2 separate regions of the Rattus norvegicus genome follow, and region 2 is linked to region 1. A link is a contact called in public Hi-C data. All regions are on one chromosome and are shown on one strand. The core of a region is the stretch at or near the end of the contact, and the rest is flanking DNA. Distances in the headings are between cores, read along the strand shown. Region 1 has its middle 150 kb from the start of Mtx3. Region 2 has its middle 47 kb from the start of Homer1.

Region 1 (3,273 bases), core at 388-2,887:
TGCTCAGAACACTATGAAAATAGGGTGTGTGGTTTTATCTCGACATCAAACTCAGGGCCCTGTTTATACTAGGCCAGAGCCCGCCTCTGAGATGGTTATATGTTTGGTTTGGAGCTTTCTAAGGCTGGCATTAGTCTCGCAAAGTTGGCCACAAACTCCAGATCCTCCTGCCTCAGCCTCCTGAATGCTGGCATTGGCCAGTGTGTACCCGTGTACCGGAGGAAAAGCAGATTGCTAAAATCAAAACTCCACAGCAGACATTTACTGAGAGTGGTCACACTCTAATCCGGGTGGTGGGAAGGAGGCCCAGGACTCGGGGGCTCTTCTTATGAGATGCACCAAACCGACAGAAGCGGGAAGGAGGTGGGCTGTTCCTGAGGAGAGAACTTCAGAAAGGACCTCCAAAACCGCTGAGTTTTGTGGCCCTTTGTAACCGGCTGCCTTACGTTGCCGTAATTTCCAACACCACAGCAGCAGCCTTTGGTTCCATCGGAGCTTCGGCATTGCTAAGAACAGTAAGCACAACGGTGAACAGAGTGATCGCTCTGATCGCCTACAGGAGACACCACACCGACAGTCTGCCTGAGACAACAGGATTACCAGCGGCTCCTACAACCGCCCTGAACAGGAAACAGGTCTAGGTGCAGGCAAGCTGGATAAGGAAGCTCTAATTGGTTTTTAAACGGGGTGGGGGGATGGGAGGGTGGGGGGTGGGGGTGGGGGGCAGGGGGTGGGGGTGGGGGGTGGGGGGGTGGGGGAGGAATATATAAATTCGTGTCATTGAAAACCCTGAGGCCAGGCTTGACTTATTGTCTACGCTCTCTTCCTTTCATCCTTTTCTGTATACCAATATCCCCTGTTCTAGCTCCTCCAACAGGAAGGAGAATTTCTCTCCCAATTCCACTGGCTCTGCAGCTGGCTGATGGTATGGCTGCCCTCACTGTCTACCTCTAAGCTTATCTCTGTGGTCAAAATGTCATTCTGCGCCGATGCTGAGAACCAGGTCCACACTCATCTTGTGTCACAAGGAGAGAAAACGACCCCAGGAGCTTAAAACAGGACAGACCCGGATGCCCCTGGGAGGACTGGGGACATCCAGGGCAGTGCTGCCCACAGGAGGACTGCCATGCTGCTCCAAGGAGGAAGTGGGGCTGAAGACAAGGCCACTGGAGAAAACGAGGCAGGAAGTTCAAGGAGAAAGTTAGATGTAGTCACCAGCGCACATGATCTGGAGAGGCTGAAGACGAAGCGAATGTCTGTGGACTCTAGACAGGGTGTCTGACTCATCTGTTCTCTGAAAGGTCAGAAATATGGGAGGGAGACAGATGGCTAGTGGATGCGAGGGTGAGTGGGAGTTTCAGAAACAGAGGCCAGGGGCTGTTGTCTATAGAAGTCTTCGGGGAAGGAAAGAACAACTTTCTGGGCCCGATGCAGCCTGCCAGTCACTGGGTGAGACAGGCTACCCCACGCGGGGAGCACGGACACCAAGACTCTCCCTTTCCGTCCAGAGAGGCTTTTCAAAGAAGGCGGTGCTGGAGTTATGAAGAGATGAGAGACACGAAAGAGCCACACATTTCCTTACAGGGCGTGTCCCAGAGTCTCACACACGGGCTTCTGAAAATGTTCACAAGCACCTCTCAATTAGGCACCACTGGAGGTCACTGGAGTCCCAGGGTTGCTATGGTGTGGGAGAGAAGTGCGTGGAGTCAGCGTCAGAAACAAGGTGGGTGAAAAGAGACCCAAGAAAAGACCAGGAGAGTAGGTGGCCGCACAAGCAGATTCTAGGGAGAGGTGGGGGCTTGGGGGCGCCCCCACTTTCCAGGGTACACGTATTGCAAGGCCCATCTCCACCCTCCTAGTTTAGAATGCCTTCCCACATCACCCGAGCCTGTTGCAGCCAGCAGAAACAGGCAGGGTATCAAAATGCAGCACAAGCAGATGAGATCCTGTGGGGGAAAGCAGTCGCCTCTGAAATGCCATGGCTTTTCTTTCAGAGTTTGGAGATTAAAAAATAGGGGGGGGGGAGGATACCCCAAACTATGGACAGTGGAGCTTCCAAAGAAATGGCAAAGTCTGTGTGCAACACTGCCCTCTGCTGGCCACAGCTAGACCTGCAGCTGAATGGTAGTGACAACTGGTGATTTGGGCTTGGAGTTAGTGCGGCTTTATGAAGGAACTGATCCTGCAGCTTTGGTTTATAAACTTTCTAGTTGACTGTTCTAATAAGACAGGCGTTCTCTGAAAACCCTTGAGGGATTGAAAAAGGCCTCATTGTTTTGCACTTTGATGTTCATGTAATCCTCACAAGTCACTTGGAGATGAGCTATAGCCATGGAATACTTTCCTAGAACTAATTAACTTTCAAATAATGTCTGAGAATTCCATGAAGGTAACAGCAGTGATCGACATGAATTGAATATGTATCCATTGGTGCCCTCTGTAATACATTAGTTTTTATATGTTTGTATAGGTGACATATGAAGGGGGGAGGAAAGGAGGGAGGGGGAGAGAGGGAGAAGGGGAGAGGGAGGAAGGATGGACGGGGAAGGGGGAGGGGGTGTGTGTGCGAGAGTCATTTCTCAGGCACAACCCACCTTCCTAATACTTCTAAAGGCAGGTTCTCTTACCTACTGGCCTGGAGTTTGACCAGTTAAGCTTTGAGGGATAGTCAGTCAGCCCCAGGGGCCCCCTGTTTCCATGTCCTCTGCACTTAGGTTATGGGTACCAAGTCCACCCCATGGAGGGGAGAACAGAAATTCTGATGGCGCCCTGCCCATCTCCACCATCCCTCTAGTATGAGACTGCTCTCCGGATCAGCTACCCTAGAGGCCCTTCAGCACTGAGTCATCTGTGAGATTCTTCTGTTGCCGATGAGGACCTTCTGTATCGTCCATCTTATGAAAACCTCACACCCTCTGTGAAGCAGATAATCACCCATACTTCACAGGTAAGGGGAATAAGGCTGAGCATTCAGACTGCTCTGCCCGTATTCTCAAAGCTGGGTCAGGGGTTTTACTCTGGCCACGTAATGGAGGCTGTTAATAATCTTAGGTGATGCTTGACCAAAGTGGGCAGGGCTGTGAGGAGAACCAGGTCCTACAGCACCATGGCCCAAGCCAGCACTGGTCATTGTACCTGATAACCTTTGGTCCAGTCTCTGTCAGAGATTCTGAAATCGAGGGAATGGGCAGGGTTGAAAAAGAAGGGAGTAATGAAGAGTAATGCCAAGAAGGGGCTGCTGGAGAAAAGTCAGGGGTCTTAAAGGTTTTCCTC
Region 2 (3,273 bases), core at 399-2,898, 280 kb before region 1:
TCCTAGAGCTAGGTGGGGAGGCATGAGGACCCTTGGGGGCCTAATTGATGAGCTCCAACCCAGTGAGATTCTGTCTCAAAGGAGGTGGGTGGCATTTCTGAAGATGACAATAGTGCTGTCCTCTATCCTCTATGTGCATGCCCGCATACATCTATATGCACCTATACCCATAAAAATGCTTTAAAAGCCACGTATAAGATACATCGGGAGCAAGGGAATATGCATCATGTATTGAAAATTTCAAGGGATAGTTATGCCAAAGTACTCCCATGCCTGCCTCCATATCCTGCAGGGGAGTCTGCCTTGCTCACCTCTGTGGATTTGGTGGCCATGCTGCCTCTCCCATGACATTGCCTTCCTACTTCCAACTCAGAGCATGAGGCCAAAGGTGCTTTCCAGCTCAAACACTGCCGATAGTGACTGGCTGGAAGGAAGCCAAAGGTAAGCTCCCCAGGGACACGTTCTCATCTGTCTTTCTTGTCAAATTTATGTCGGCGTGTAGAAGTGTACCCAGCACGTATCGGGTGTCCCATAAATATTTGATGAATAAATAAATAAATGTGGGTTGGCCCAGACGGGCAAGCCTTGTCATCGGAGTGCACTCTTCGATCTTTGAGAACAAGAAAGGAAGCAACAGAGGCAGGCTGCAAGAGTGTTAGGGACTCAAATTACATCAAAACTAATGGGACACATGACCAGGCAGTTGAAACCTGATGGGGCTGACAGAAGATGCCAGGACACAGTGAGAGACAGAGAAGCTGCTTCATTTCCCGTGAGGCTGCCGGTGCTTGGATGCCCACAGCCTCACTGCAGTGTCTTAAATACACCCCACCCCCTCTCCTCCCCTCCTGCAAGGATGTTGAGTCATTCTCTGTTCTAATTATAAAAGCTTTGACTTAAGCAATAACATGCGTGATGCGGTAACGATGCCCCATGAGATGCTTATTGTAAGTACCAGCGGTGTGCTAACTAGGAGGAAGGTGTACCCCAGATCTAGAGCACATACAGTGCTCTAAAACACACACACACACACACACACACACACACACACACACACACACACACACACAGCGCTATGCTAAAATGCATGGATTGTGAAAATCTAGAGAACCAAGTCCAAAGACCAAGAAGACTAGAAAATGTCTGCCTATGTACCACTGACTACCACACACCGGTGCTGTTCTGGTTATGAGACCACAGTGTGCAAAGACTTGCCATGTTCTCTTCTGCTTCCTTTCGATTGCAGAGTATCCCAGGCAAGCCTGGAACATGCAGTTGTCCTGACACAGGCTCTTGTGTGCTGGGGTTACCGCTGTACACCACCTATCTTGGGCCTATTCTCCATCAGAATCGACACCTGAAGGGAATATGGCAGGAACAGGGAGGCTATGCAAAAGATGCAGACAGAGCAGGAAGCTGTGGGACGTGGAGAGTCTTCAGGACTTTGCCAGCAAGAAGCCTGTGGGAAAATGGTAGTGGAGATTCTGAGTAGCAAGAGGCAGTTTGAGGAAGGATAAGCACACAGACTCTAGGGAAAACCATCGTTTTGAATTGTGGGTCTGTGCAGGGCAGGAAGAACCAGCAGGAGGTGAAGATGGCCAGGGAAGCAAGAACAGAGACTGTCCCGAGGTGAATACAAACCAGGAAAGCCTGACAGCTCAGACATGAGTCACCAGTCGGAGGGAAGGGTGTCGTGGAGTCTAGGAGGGAGAGTGTTGGGTATCTAAACCTGAGGATGACAGAAGCTGTGATCTATAAACAACTTAGGCTATCCAGCAAGGCATGATTATGGATGAAAGCAAAACTGATAGCTTTCTGTAGACAAAAATCAATATGAAAATCAATAAAATTTGGTGATAACTATAGTTTAGCTACTGCTTAATAACCCCATTCTGTGGGGCTATGTCTCTTAGCAGAAGTGGCTTGCCCAGGGCTGCACTTCCCAAGGCAGGGCACCCGCTCAACTTGAAGTCTCTGGCTTGGAGCCCATTTGCCCCAGCTCTTTTGAGCTGTCTCCTGGAAAGTCAGATGAGCCTATAAGGAGGAAAAAAACATTCTCAAAGGCAGCAGAACTGTGGAAAAGACAAAGATAACAAGGGGGAGAGCCAATAAAAAGATTTTTAAAAAATCAGACTTTTTAAAAATAAATATAAAAGATCAGACATTTTAAAAATAAATATAGTTAAATGTATATTTTTATTCACTGAAATGCTGAGAAAACGAAAATATACCAACTTGGAACTTGAATCTTCCTTCATGTGTTGATTTTTGTATTTAAATTCAAGGCTAACTATCTTCATTTTTATTATTTTTTCATATTCTTATTCTTTCCTGAAAAGAAATTATTTTATAGTTTGTGAAAAGTGTTATTTTTTTCCTTTGGAGAATAATTATTTTTAAAATGGCAGGTGTCTCCCAACTTCTATACAGTTAGTCAACGGTTTACGCGATATTTGACTTAGAGCGCTGCCACTTTATGATGATGAGACAATACGGATCAAGGAAAACACGTACTTTGGATTTTGACCTTCTCCTGGACGAGTGACCTCAGTCCAACACGCACTCTTGGCAGAGGAACTGCACCTGCAGATCCCAGAAGAAACAACGAATCCTCCTCCTTAGTGTACTGTGTTGCTAAGCTGATTAGTAGTCTCAGTACATTAAATGTATGTCATGGGCTGTGGCAGTGCAAAGTGATAATTTATTTGATGTGGTCCCAGATTCCATCCCATGCACTTCAAACAATAATAGATGTGTTTAATCCAGCTTAAATGTTACAAAATACAATCATGCACTGAAACATAGCATGGTACCCGACTGATAAGAACATCACATGGCTTTATTCATCAACTCATAAATAAAAGAAAAAATGAATGCATTTCAGCCTGGGATGAATGGAGTTATTAAACCAGAACTCTGTCTGAGCCAGGGGATATCTATGACATATTGTGCGGTCCCTATAGCCAGCTTCTAGTGATGCTAAGCTGCACCTTCATGTAACAAGTCTTGTAAGGAACATGGTGTGCTCAAGCATGCACAACTCCCTTATCTTCACTCTAGCCCAACATTTCAACAGACATGAGATTTTTACTCCTGTTTTGCAGAGAGAGAAATTCAGTCTTAAAGTGGGTCAGCTGGTCTCCAACAGATTTTTACAAGATAAACATTCTTTTCCTTGAGCCCACCAGAAAAGCCAGATCTCAACTTGAAAAGTGTTGCCATCACTTTTTTAAACTCAGATCCACGTTCGTTTAACTCGCTGAGAGTCTGCTC

The links. A called contact is a pair of places that touch in the nucleus more often than the background predicts.
Region 2: a contact with region 1 is called in a Hi-C map of the A7r5 cell line, with 4 times the contacts expected there. The contact joins two enhancer-like sites. A contact is called at or near these places in 11 of 12 Hi-C or Micro-C datasets (the A7r5 cell line, the Rat2 cell line, Schwann cells and 7 more).

What each region holds. Positions count from the first base shown.
Region 1 is chr2:25,951,230-25,954,502 of GRCr8, reverse strand. No RefSeq gene overlaps it. Among named protein-coding and RNA genes, the nearest start is that of Mtx3, 150 kb to the right of the region's middle. Within about 2 kb of position 1,637, at least 9 of the 93 cell types and tissues checked have an H3K27ac peak or open chromatin away from gene starts, as enhancers often do. A contact at or near this core is called in the A7r5 cell line, where this site is marked.
Region 2 is chr2:26,230,401-26,233,673 of GRCr8, reverse strand. No RefSeq gene overlaps it. Among named protein-coding and RNA genes, the nearest start is that of Homer1, 47 kb to the left of the region's middle. Within about 2 kb of position 1,648, at least 21 of the 93 cell types and tissues checked have an H3K27ac peak or open chromatin away from gene starts, as enhancers often do. A contact at or near this core is called in the A7r5 cell line, where this site is marked.